Linked DNA regions of Mus musculus: region 1 is linked to region 2. A link is a contact called in public promoter capture Hi-C data. All regions are on one chromosome and are shown on one strand. The core of a region is the stretch at or near the end of the contact, and the rest is flanking DNA. Distances in the headings are between cores, read along the strand shown. Region 1 holds the start of Oasl2 (2'-5' oligoadenylate synthetase-like 2). Region 2 holds the start of Trpv4 (transient receptor potential cation channel, subfamily V, member 4).

Region 1 (6,747 bases), core at 1,416-3,915, 240 kb after region 2:
GTTGTTATAATAATGATCTGTATACTAAGTTAAAAGGCTTACAGGTGGTGCAGAAAGAAGTCTGGTCACAACTGGCTACAGTGAACGAGCTGGGTACCCCAAGGACATCTTACCAGTTCCAGCCAAAGATCTGATCTACGTACCTTATTCTGTTTCTGTTCCCATGTTAAAGATAGAGTAAATGCAGTATTCTCCACATAGAGATATAGACTTCTGAAATTCTAAGATTAGAATTACTTACAAGAAGAAGTGGGGAATGAAGAATAGAAAATTACTGGCCTCTTGTGAAAACATGAATTTTTTACCTCGGAGCCCACCCCCTCCCATCTAGAGATTGTAACACTCCTAAACTTTTCACCCCAAAACTCCTCACCCTAAAGTTCGAACCCTCCCAACTAAAAACTGTTCCAAGAACATTTTTGAGATAAAGGCCTCCTGGAACAACCTCAAAATGAACCAGGTACTCCTTAGTTACGTAGGTTCCTTGATAGGACATGACTCCTTAGTTACGTAGATTCCTTTGGCAGAACTCCCTAGTGATGTAAACTTGTACTTTCCCTGCCCAGTTCTCCCCCTTTGAGTTTTACTATATAAGCCTGTAAAAAATTTTTGCTGACCGTCGAGACTCCTCTACCCTGTGCAAAGGTGTATGAATTTCGACCCCAGAGCTCTGGTCTCTGTGCTTTCATGTTGCTGCTTTATTTCGACCCCAGAGCTCTGGTCTGTGTGCTTTCATGTCGCTGCTTTATTAAATCTTGCCTTCTACATTTTATGTATGGTCTCAGTGTCTTCTTGGGTACGCGGCTGTCCCGGGACTTGAGTGTCTGAGTGAGGGTCTCCCCTCGAGGGTCTTTCAGCACCAGACATGAACATGGTGCACAGACATGCAGGCAGGCAACCTGCTCACATTTTTTTTTTTGGCTTTTCAAGACAGGGTTTCTCTGTGTAGCCCCGGCTGTCCTGGAACTCACTTTGTAGACCAGGCTGGCCTCGAACTCAGAAATCCTCCTGCCTCTGCCTCCCAAGTGCTGGGATTAAAGGCGTGCGCCACCACGCCCGGCCCTCACATTTTTAAAAGAGAAATAAACCTTTAAAAAAAATTGTAATGGAAATCAGAAAAGGGAGATGTACTCAGTGTGGCGACCTTGTTAAGGACCAAGAGATCAAGCAGACCTAGACCCCTCCCCCCAAAGGCCATCTCTGGGGTCCTGAGGTGAGATTAAAGTCTGAATAACAGACAGCATCCCCTTCAAGCTGTGGTCCCGGTTCACCATCGACCCCCTCCTTGCCTGGGCTTCGTCTTATCCTGAAGGCACTCTGACAAGATGTTAGACTTGTGTGAAATCTGTTTTTAGGAGACAAGATTTCCCTCTGGCTGCCCCCCTTTCCTCTCCCAGCATGAGATTTTTGGGGAAATTACCATTTCTTTGGGACCCATCATTTCAATTATAGTAGTCTGATGGGTTAAGAGACACAAAGTATATGTTTAGACTATCTTCAGTTTCCACCAGACTACTTACAACGTCATCTGACACCTGAGGCATGGCACCCGGGACCCACAAGCACAGGACTCCTTCCTCAATGTTTCTGGGGCTCTGTTTCAACTCAGTGACCCCTTGTTGACATGGTCTCCTTGACCCCAATGGCCATCCACCTTTACACAGGTGGACAGGAGAGTTAACACGTTACTTGGTTATTTTGTAAGCAAGCTTACTAGTAAATCCTTACTAGCATCTGTGTCAAGCAAGCACCTCAAACCTCAATCCAAGCTTCCTTCTTCTGAGAAGAGAGAATCTCAACTGAGAAAATACTTCCATAAAACTGGCCTTTAGCCGGGCAGTGGTGGCGCACACCTTTGATCCCAGCACTTGGGAGGCAGAGGCAGGCAGATTTCTAAGTTCGAGGCCAGCCTGGTCTACAGAGTGAGTTCCAGGACAGCCAGGGCTACATAGAGAAACCCTGTCTCGGGAAAAACAAAACAAAACAAAACAAAACAAAAACTGGCCTTTAGGCAAGCCTGTGAGGCATTTGCTAAATTAGTGATTGATGGGGGAGGGTCCCGCCCCCTTCCCCCCCCCCCCCCCCCCCCGTCCATTCTGGGTCATGCCAACCCTGGGGGGGCAGTCCTGGGGTGTATGAAAAAGCAGACTGAGCAAGCCATAAGGAGCAAACCAATAAGCAGCACACACTCATCCACCGCCTCTGTTCTTGAGTTCCTGCCCTGACTTCCCTGCATGGTAGGCAATCTCGAAGATGCCACAAAAAAAACCTTTCCTCCGCTGGGCGGTGGTGGCACACGCCTTTGATCCCAGCACTTGAGAGGCAGAGGCAGGTGGATTTCTGAGTTCCAGGCCAGCCTGATCTAGAGAGTGAGTTCCAGGACAGCCAGGGTTACACAGAGAAACCCTGTCTCAAAAAACAAAAACAAAACCAAACCAAAACAAACAAACAAACAAAATTCTTCCCCAGGACATGGTATTTATAGCAGAGATAGGAACCCTAACCAAGACAGGATATATAGATGTGTTTCCTGGGTAGTGTGATATGAAAGTTACTATTTGTGGTGACTGTGGCAAAAGTTGCCTTTTAGGCATGAAAAAAAAAAAAAAGCTTAGTCAGGAACCTAATCCTACACCCAAGGCTGCACCTGATAACCAGAACACGTCACTCACTGAAGATAACTAGACAGAAAACATCGTGAGACTACCTCACGCTGTCCATTGACCAGGAGCAATCCTTTGTGCCTCACATCTTTGGGACTGCGGTAGGCATCAGAGAAATGTCACCTCGATGGGCCCTGCAGCTGGAGAGTCTGACCCTGGATATGGCCTTCAGCTAAGACACCTGCACAGATGATGAGCAGCCTCGGGGAGACTAGCTGAGGTCGGTAGTTAGGAATGTGGAGTGTGGATGTTGTGACCCTCAGCATAAGCAGGAATAACCTAGCCTAACCCTATCGCTCGAGACGCCACTAGTAACGGAGACACTATGCGTGATTAAGAATGAAATAAATGCATTTGCCACTGCCAGATCACCAGGCAGATGAGATTATGTGGCCAAATCGCTGCCACTGAAACTGCTGAATCTTACTCTGTTGTGGTAAACAACATCCTGTGCTCACAACAGAGCCGGTGGGGAGACTGCATCCTTAACTCCTGTTCCCTTCTGCCTTGAAGAAGGTAAACTGGATCTCCCTGCAGTTTCACTTTCAATTCTTGTCAAAGCTTGGTTTCTGTTTCCAGTTTCTCCAAGGAGGGAGGGGCAGAGCGCTTTTCTTCTTTCCATGCAACTCTCCATCCCATTGTCTCCTCCAGAGAACGCTGCAGGAAGCTTCTCCCATCAGAGCTGAGCAGAAGCTCAGAGGATTTATCTAGAGGACAGGCTGGCCCAGCTGAAATGGACCCGTTCCCCGACCTGTATGCGACCCCTGGGGACAGTCTAGACCACTTCCTGGAACACAGCCTTCAGCCCCAGAGGGACTGGAAAGAGGAAGGGCAGGATGCCTGGGAGAGAATCGAGAGGTTCTTTCGGGAACAGTGCTTCCGTGATGAGCTGCTCCTGGACCAAGAAGTCAGGGTGATTAAGGTGGTGAAGGTAAGCACACAGGGTTCTGAGTTTAAAGCTCACCTCTGCCCTGTGGGGCTTGTGAACTTGAGAGGTGGGCCATTTCACCCCCTCTGAGTCTGTGTCCTCTTCTTAAGATGGGTTTAGTAGAAGCAGTAAATGGGATAAAGCATAGAAAATTTCTGTGCATTTAAAATTAGCCTTGCAATGCTGAAGGACAGAGGTGGTAATGATAATTTGGGATTCTGGTTCCTGAATGGACCATAGTCACCGGTTTCCATAAAATGTGTGCCTTTGCTTCCTGTCTAAGAAATAATACTTGGCCAGGCGTGTGTGGTCCTGCATGCTTTTAATCCCATCACTCAAGAGGTAGAGGCAGGCAGATTTCTGAGTTCGAGGCCAGCCTGATATAGAGTGAGTTCCAGGGCAGCCAGGGCTGCATAGAGAAACCCTGTCTGGAGAAAGGGAAGGGAAGGGAAAAAGGGAAAGGAGGAAAAGGGAAAGGGGGAAAGGATAGGAAAGAAAAAAAAAAAGACTACTACTTTACTTCTAAGTGAAGGAAACCTATTGTTCTCTAAGTTAGTAGTATTGGTCATGTTAGAAATTACCTAGCAAGACTACTTGGTAAACCATTGGGATTCTAAGGGCTGCCTGTGTAAGTAATTCTACGGCTAGCTGTTTCTCCCAGAAAAACACAAACTTACAGCCCACCCCCTCCAATCAAGACCATTTGGATCAGAGCTCTGGGTGTTGTTTATTCTGCTAAAATGAATGACAACTTAAGTGGTTTTTTTTTTTTTGTTTTTTTTGTTTTTGTTTTTCGAGACAGGGTTTCTCTGTATAGTCTTGGCTGTCCTGGAACTCACTTTGTAGACCAGGCTGGCCTCGAACTCAGAAATCCGCCTGTCTCTGCCTCCCAAGTGCTGGGATTAAAGGCATGCGCCACCACCACCCGGCATGACAACTTAAGTTAACTTGAGTAAGTCAACTTTACCTGGGAACTCTGAGCCATGGTAGCAGAGGTTAAGACGGGAGAGAAAGAGCTTTTGATGAAGAAAAATCTCAACAAACCTTCAAAACCAGAGATCAGGGAGGGTTCTTAGCCAAAAAGCTTTGAAGACAGAAATGGAAACTCCCACAGCTGCTGCAAAAGGATACATCGTATCCCATTTGTGTTCTGGTTCCTGCAAATTTCTGCCTGACCTAGGTCGATTGCTTGTAGCAGCCTCTTGGCTTCTGGGACTTGAAAGAAACAAACAACAAAAAAAGGAAGTCCAGAGCTGGGTGTGGTAGCGTTCACCTGTAACCCCAGCAGTCGGGAGGTTGAGGCAGGAGGATTACCAGTTTAAGACTGTTAAACCTGTTCTTATAGCAAGTTCCAGGCCAGCCGTGACTGCATCAGTGAGGCACTGTCGAGGGGTCAAGAGGAGGAGCTGAGGTTTAGACTCTCTCATCTTCTTTGGTTTTACCTTTTTTTTTTTTTAAACTAGCAGAAAAAGGATTTTGTTTCATTATAGCATTTTTCAAGTAGCAATTTGTTTTGGGCTAGGGATGTAGTTCTGAGGTTGGTATGTTTTGTGCCTAGAATGGTGGCTACCTGTAACTTAACTCCAGAGGCGCTCCCTTCCACCTCTCTTCTGGCTTCTGAGGATAGACACCAGGCACACCTATGGTGTATGTGTACATGCCGACAAAGCAGCCATACACATAAAGTGTTGCCCTTGTTGAGATTTCAGAACATTTGGGTCTCTCAGTTTTGGATCAGGGATGCTCAGCCCATAACGCCCACAGCACAGGTCTCTCTTAAAGGACTGTACAGAGAACTTACCATGAATGGGTCTGGCTTAACTCTCAACTTCAAAGCATCAAATCTCAGGAGAGGTAAATCTGCCATTGTCACCTTCCACAGGGAGGCTCCTCGGGAAAGGGGACAACGCTGAACCACAGATCTGACCAAGACATGATTCTGTTCTTAAGCTGCTTTTCCAGTTTCGAAGAGCAGGCGAGAAACCGGGAGGTCGTCATCAGCTTCATTAAGAAGAGGCTGATTCATTGTAGCAGAAGCCTGGCCTACAACATCATTGTCCTTACCCACAGAGAGGGCAAAAGGGCCCCTCGCTCCCTCACCCTAAAGGTTCAGTCCCGGAAGACTGATGACATTATTTGGATGGATATCCTCCCAGCTTACGATGCTTTGGGTAAATCCAGTGGAAGTTTCAGTTTAAAGAAAGAATTCTGGGGTCTTCCTCTAGCAAGATTCCTCTGGAAGATTGCTTTGTAGATAGATAGGTGGGACTGAAATCATACTGTGAAGATGGATAGACTTCCATAATAAATAAATATCCTTGCATGGGTTCCCATGTCCCAGTGTTACATGGGGAGGAAGGATTTATCATAAAGAATGAATTCCTACCCACCCTCTGGAAAACACCAGGTTAGGCAAACATTCCAAGGTCTTTAGGGTCCAACAGAACTGTATTAGACCCTTTAAAACAAGGCTCTCAAGCTGGGTGGTGATGGAGCAAGCCTTTATTCCCAGCACTTGGAAAGCAGAGGCAGGTGGATCTTTGTGAGTTTGAGACCAGCCTGGTCTACAGAGCAAGTTCCAGGACAGTCAGGGCTACACAGAGAAACCCTGTCTCAAAAAGTAAGTAAGTAAATGAAATAAATAAGCAAACAAATAAATAACAAGACTCTCGTATTTTACAACTTGTATTCCTCTTGGGCCCACACCTTAGCATGCTCAAAATCGAGCATACTAACTTACTACATGGGATAATGTTGAGTCATCAGAACTGATATTTGCTCACATTTGAGATACCAGACGGCGATTGCCTGTGCTTGCCTTTAAGTTTACCTCCTTAATGGAGCCGATCTGAGGATTTCATGAGCCTGAAGGTCTACCTGACCATCCCGGCCTCTATTAATTTAGCTTTGAGGTGGGGGAGGGGGCGAGGTAAGGAAGGCATAGAAAACAATGACTGTGATCCCAGCTCTCAGGAAGCCAAGGCAGGCAGACCACAAGCCTAATGACAGCCCAGGATCCATCACAGAGAGACCCTGTCAACGAAGAAGAGGGGCTGATGAGATGGCTCAGCGGTTAAGAGCACTGACTGCTCTTCCAAAGGTCCTAAGTTCAATTCCTAGCAACCACATGGTGGCTCACAACCATCTGTAATGAGA
Region 2 (6,632 bases), core at 304-2,803:
ATCCTCCACCCAGGCACACCTCAGACTCCAGTGGATCTCACACAAATGTCCTCTGATGCCACCATCCCTTCTGGCTTCAAAGAGAGTCTGAGCAAAGCCAAGAAGGATGTTTGCCAATTGTGGGGAGCCCCTGCTCCCAGAGATGTCCGAAAAAATCAAGAAGGAGGGGGGAGGTCTCCCTTGGTCTTCTCTACAGCAGACAGGAGGAAGGCATTAAAACGGCCTTTTCGCCAGGCAGTGGTGGTGCATGCCTTTAATCCCAGCACTTGGGAGGCAGAGGCGGGTAGATTTCTGAGTTTGAGGCCACACTGGTCTACAAAGTGAGTTCCAGGACAGCCAGGACTGCACAGAGAAACCCTGTCTCGAAAAAAACCAATAAATAAATACATACATAAATAAATGCATAAATAAATAAAATAAAATGGCCCTTTCCTATTCTCTGTCAAGACAGTGTGGAAATGGAATGGCCAGCTCAAACTGCTGCGGCAAACCCCTCCAGGGCTCCCTCAACAGCCCCAGAATGTGTTCCCATAACAATATTAAAGAAGTACTGCGGTTCAGGCAGCTAGGGGACTAGACCAAGGTCACACCGCAGAGGAGGGCAGAGCATGCCCAGAGTCCACCCAGACTGTGCTCCTAACATAGTGATGACTGACAGACACCTCACCTTGGGCAGCACCAGGCCTGAGCTGTCCCCACATGGCCAACAGCCAAGGCATTCGGGCTCAGCTCTGCCAGGATTTCTTACCTCGCTGAACAAAGATCACATGCGATGTGCGCTCAGAAGTACAAGGTTCGTGCCACCCCCTCCCCAGTCCGGGCTGAGGACTTCATCCCTCGGTACTTCCTAACCCGGGCTGTGGACAGGCCAGTGGGGAGGGTTTTCAAAGCAGCCAGCCAGCGCCCAGGTTTCAGCTCACTAGGCTCCATCCTTACCCCCAAGCCTGGGTTTCTTCATCTACACAGGGGACGGGGCACGGCTGGGCTGGGCCCTTCTGGAATGGAAGACAGTCCCAAGGGAGTCTGAAGTTGGATTTTTCAGTCAAATGGGGAGTTTGGAAATCTCTTCCTGTCCTAGGAGGCCACTTCGAGTCTCCAGGGTAAAACTAAGGTTAAAGTTTTGCATCCTCTCCCCGGCGGGGCCATCTCTCTGAAACTCCAAAAAGCAGCCCTGGAAGCTGCGGGCGCGCAGTTCCCTCCCACGCGCCCATCCCTGCCACGCGCCCTACCTAAGTGGAGCTGGTCCGGGGTAGGTGGCCGCCCCTGGCCTTTGGTTTCGGGACTCGGGTCTAGGTGACCTAGATCTGCACCACACTCCCCCAATCCCAGGTCGGCGCCCAATCCACAGGTGACTTTCGTGGTGGCGTCGCCTCCCGCTATCCCGCGCGCGGCGGGGACGGCGAACCTCGAACCCCGTCATTGGGAGGGGTCGCGAGGAACTCGCGGATCCCTTCCCCGGAGCAGCCCCACTCACCTCAGGACGCGGGCGCAGCGCCGCCGCTTCCTGATCCCTCCGGCCGCGTCCTCCTCCTGCTGCGCTTCGGCCGCGCCGCCCCGCGGGGTCCCGCCCACCCGCGCCCGCCCACCCCAGGGTCCTCCCCGGCCTGCGCGCCGCCACCTGGCTCGGTGCCTCGCTCTTCCATTCATCCCTGGTTCCTGCGCCCAGGCCGTCGCCTGCCCAGCCCGGGAACCCGCTTGCCCGGCAGCTCACACCCATCAAAGGCTGGTAGAAAAAAGCCCGCGAGGCACACCGGGCACTGGAGAGGACTCCCCGCCACCCACCCACACACTACCCACCAAGCCACGGCTCTCCTTAAGTCTGAACCTCAGAGTCTCCATTCTGAACCTCCACCTATAGCCATCATCCGGAAGATGCTAGGGGCACCAGGTCTTTACAGAGCCCCTAACATCACCGTTCCTTTTCCTAGGCTGGGTGGGGGACTGCCTTGGTGAGCCTAGCGACTTCCTTGCGGTCCTTGTTCAGCCTGCCCGCAGCACAGTACTAGGGATGACCAGCCTGGGCAAACAGCAGGCCGGGGGGTGGGGTTGGGGGTGGGGTGTAGAAAGAAGGATTGAAGGGGCCTAAATAAAAACCAACATGGCGACCAACTTAAATCTTAATAGCTAACTCACTAATTAAGCTGTGTGTTTGGAGCGGGGTGGCATTGGCAAGTAAACCTCTTTTAACTGAGCCTGAGGTGAGCTGGGCCCACTTACAGTTGGGAAACAGGCCTGGATAGGAGGGTGGGCCTCCGCAAGCCACTGCCTTGGGGTGGGGAAAGAACATCGCTATTTGGGTGGCCGTGGTCTCCAGCAGAGTGAGCTGGCAGCTGTCTGGCAGCCGTGAGGGGGTGTGCGCGATGCCCCCTTACCTCCCCGACAGGAAGCCTGAAGCTCAGGCCTTTCACACCTGAAGTTGGGGCTGAACGGAGGCTGAGGCATCCATCAAAGAGGCTGACTTGTTCTTCAGGGTGGGGAGGAAAGAACCCTCAGCACTTAGTTGCCTTGCTCACCCAGTCCCATCTCACAGACTGGGAAACTGAGGCTCCCATGCAAAAGAGACTGTGGCTCGGCCTAGGAGGCTGGTGATTGACAGCTACAAGGACACCCGGATAAAAATTCTGCCCTGCCACAGATTAGGTAATGCCCCTACGTGGATGCTTGGGGTTCTTCAAGAGGACCCTGAATCTAGTCAACAGGGCCAACACCTGGGCTTAGCAGATGCTTTTACAAGCTTGGGTTGAGGGCCCTGGCCTGGGAGATGGCTCAGTTTGGTAAAGTGCCTGCCGGGTAAACTCGAGGCCTTGAGTTCAGCCACCAGAATCCAGATTTTAAAAAATCCCCAATGTGGTTCCACACATTCACGATCTCAGTGCTAAGAAAGTAGGGGCAGGCAGATCCCGGGGGCTCAGAGACCCTGCCAAAACACAGCGTGGATGACCCTGAGAAACTCCTAAGGTCGACCCTCTGGCTTCCTTCCGCATCCCACACACCAAGAGCTGGTTGAACAAGGTATGCCATCCTGACACTGGGATGGCTGAGGCCAACCTGGGCTACACAGCAAGAGTCTGATGGATAGAGCCTGGGTTAGTAGAACCCAGACCTGTGAAGTTCTTGTTCACTGGGTAGAGTTTTAGCTTCACAAGAGGCAGAAAATAGAGGTGTTGGATGGTATGGTGGCTGCATAATCTGAATGTCCTCAATGTCACTGATCTGTGTCCTTAGAAGCAAGACAGGCTGGGATAGAGGGCTTGCCTAGTGTGTGGGAGTCTTTGTGTTCTGTCCCCAGCAAGACAGGCATAGGCACAGACACGCACACAGAGTGAGACACACACAGATGTACAACCACACACACACACACACACACACAGAGATGGTCTCTCTCATGTGCATGCATACTACATTCAAAGTGGTGATCTTGAGGCTGGAGAGATGGCTCAGCAGTTAAGAGCACTGGCTGTTCTTCCAGAGGTCCCGAGTTCAATTCCCAGCAGCCACGTGGTGGCTCACAACCATCCGTAATGGGATCTAATGCCCTCTCTTGACATGCAGGTGCATGGAGATACAGCACTCATATACATAATCAATCATTTTTTTAAACTGTGACCTTGGCAAACACTGGGTAGACTTACACATGGGAAGTGGAAACTCAGGAGGACAGGGTTCGTTTGTAGCATCAGGATCTTCCCAGGCAGGAGGGGGAGCAGGGAGAACAGTGTAGTGAGGTACCCAGCAAACACAAGCTAGGGACACTGAATACCTCAGGACCCCTGTTGGACTGGTGATCCTCCTGCCTCTACCTTGAAAGACAAGAGGCTGTTGATAGCAAGCAGGGATACTTTTTGCTGGGAGGGAAGAAACATTAGTGTCAGGGAGTCCCATAGAGCCTTAGGGGCAGGTGTCAGTCCTGAATCCCACACAGCTCCAGGGTGGGATGGATCACTCCTCCTCTGGGGGCTCCTGGATGGCAGCGGAGGTCTTGTGTCCTGTGCTTATGGGGTGCCCCCTGTATGCCAGGCCCAGTGTCGTGTGCTATAGAGATCCAAGAGCTGTGGAGCTTAGCACCAGGTTACAGAACAAGATAATTAGACCTCATGTGACAGTTGTCACAGCAAAGATCTGATTTATCACCAGCCCTAGACACCTCCTGCCAGTCTAGAAGGGAAAAAGCCGGCAGGCCACTTGTAGAGGATGCTATCACTGGAAGGATTTAAACTCAAGTTGCAGACCCTCGGGCTGGACACAGACAACAGGAACACGGTCTCTACAGAGAGGGCTACAGAGCGAGGCTTTGAACATCCACATCATGTGGAAAACCAGCAGCCAGTTCCTCAAATGTTAAGTACACAGTGACACATGATTCAGCAATTTCATTTCCAAGGGACACAGCTGAAGGAACCGAAAGCTCGTGTCTGGTAAAAAAAAAAAAAAAAAAAAAAAACACTAGAGAGTGTTCAGAGCAGTGGCATTGGAAACAGCTTAAAAGTAACCCAGATGTTACTTACACAGATCAATCAGGTGTTTGCATCTGTTCAAGGGAGTAGTAGTCTCAATGGAAAGGGGACACGTCACCAATTCATCCTTCCATAAAGCTGAACCTCAAAAAAGTGAAGATGCCCCCCCCCCGCCCCCGCCCCACTCAGGAGGTGTCATGTAACAGTTTTCTCTGAGATTGAAACATTCCATGCTGCAGGGAAGCTCCCTAGGCAGGAAGGTAAACAACTCAAATAGCTTCAGGAAGTTCTTGAAGCTGAAAAGATTCACTAGGCTCCTCCCTGCCAGAGAAAGCCTAATCAGTCAAGCTGCAAAGAAGACGCAGAGTAACTGTACTGTACTGCAAAGAAGAATGAGAGCTGACCTGCTGTCAGGCAGAAGCAGAAACCACCGGAGATGCCAGCAGGTTATGCAGTGCCATCCCAGTTCTGTGAGCTGTCACCCATGCTGGGGATGGGCTTTGGTGAGGCAGCTGTCTTTGAGACATTTTTGCTCCTGTAAGTAACTCCGATAGGGGCTGGAGAGATGGCTCAGCGGTTAAGAGCACTGACTGCTCTTCCACAGGTCCCGAGTTCAATTCCCAGCAACCACATGGTGGTTCACAACCACTTGTAATGAGATCTGACTCCCTCTTCTGGTGTGTCTGAAAACAGCTATAATGTATTCACATACATAAAATAAGTAAATAAATCTTAAAAAAAAAAAGTAGCTCTGATATCCGATAAAACTCATTGGTTCACCAAGCTGGACTTTGGTGGGTTGTGGGATCCTTGTCTGAGATGAGAGTCAAAAGTTTTGTCATACAATAGTGGGCAAAGGCGCTGACAACCTGAGCCCAATCCAGAGGAGCCACACAGTAGGAGAGAACCAATTCCTGCAAGTTGTCTTCTTGATCCCCACATGTATGCTGGCATGTGTGAGAACACAAAAATAAGTAAATGTAATTTTTTTTAAGTGAAAAAGCCAGACCTGAAAGGCCATATGTTGTATGGCTGAATGTTCGGGAAGTGACGGACTCAGTAGAGACTGAAGTAGCTGTGGTCTTAGAGCCGGAGGGAAGGCAAGAAATGGAGTCACCGTGGTTGACTGGGGATTGGGACTTATTTTTAGAGCAACACATGCTGTAGAGTTGACTATGAGGTATCCTCGTAGGTATGAATATACAGAAGATGGCTGGACCACTTGACTCATGTAGGAAGCAACTGTGTCCTAGGTCATCAGGAAGAGATTAGAAGGCAAAGCTGCTCTCTGATGTCAAGCAGTTCCTGGTGTGGCTCTATCATCCTTTGAAGCTGTGTGGCCCTGGGCAGTGGCGAGCCTGCCTCACCCAGCCTGCCTTCCTTCTGTATAATGGGACGGTAACCTCTCTACCTGGTGGATGTGGTGGTGGTGGGGTGAATCTAGCAGCACTCACGACTCTTAGGTAGTGCCTGTGTATTCAGTAACTGCTCAGTGAACACAGTCATGCTCAGTGATGGGTTGTGGGCTGAGAAAGTTACCATCAGGCAAACTTGCTTTTGTAGAAATACCTCAGAGCGTGCCGACACAGACTAAGTTCGGTAGTGGAGTGCTGTAGTCCACCATAGGGCCTGTGGTGTGTGTCCTTGAAATCCATACCATTATTCCTTGAGAGACTCTCAGGATGAAGCCATACTGTCCCGACGTGACCGATTTCATGGTTTTTCAGGGCCATATGCAGTTCTGTGACCCTGTGAGCTGGCTTTAGTGTCCCTACTTTACAGATGATGACAGAAAATGTTGCTGACAAGGTTTCTTTCCCCCTCCTCTCCTGTCTCCCCTCCCCCACCACTGCTCCACCCTGTGTCTCTCCCCACTCCCAACACCAGTCTCTCTTCCCTGGAACCCCTCAGTCCTGCCCTGTACTAGGCCCAGGGCTAGTGACTTGGTTCCTGGGGACCCTAAGTAGTTCCCTGAATTATGGGCAAAGTCAGAACTGAATGGAAAGGGGAAATTGGGCTGGAGAGATGGCTCAGCATTTAAGAGCGCTGGCTGCTCATACAGAGGACCCAGGTTCAGTTCCCAGCACCCACATGGCAGCTCTCAATTGCCTGTAACTCCAGTTTCAGGACCCATCCAATGCCCTTTTCTGGCCTGTGAGAACATCTGCATGGATGTGG

Evidence for each region. Capture Hi-C pulls out chosen DNA fragments and counts their contacts.
Region 1: a contact with region 2 is called in a promoter capture Hi-C map of pancreatic islet. The contact joins the promoter of Oasl2 here to the promoter of Trpv4 in region 2. A contact is called at or near these places in 6 of 39 promoter capture datasets (the HPC-7 cell line, cranial neural crest, embryonic stem cells and 2 more), 1 of 15 datasets of contacts at CTCF or cohesin (embryonic stem cells), 3 of 484 Hi-C or Micro-C datasets (cortical neurons, embryonic stem cells and stem cell-derived primordial germ cell-like cells), 3 of 115 datasets of contacts at active chromatin or transcription factors (embryonic stem cells and memory CD8 T cells) and 3 of 9 other capture datasets (embryonic stem cells, liver and pancreatic islet).

Annotation. Positions count from the first base shown.
Region 1 is chr5:114,894,269-114,901,015 of GRCm38.p6, forward strand. It overlaps Oasl2 (2'-5' oligoadenylate synthetase-like 2), which reads left to right and starts at 2,666. Exons shown (of 6, transcript NM_011854.2): 1 at 2,666-3,594; 2 at 5,474-5,762. The coding sequence starts at 3,397.
Region 2 is chr5:114,656,868-114,663,499 of GRCm38.p6, forward strand. Trpv4 (transient receptor potential cation channel, subfamily V, member 4) reads right to left here and starts at 1,554. Exons shown (of 16, transcript NM_022017.3): 1 at 1,475-1,554.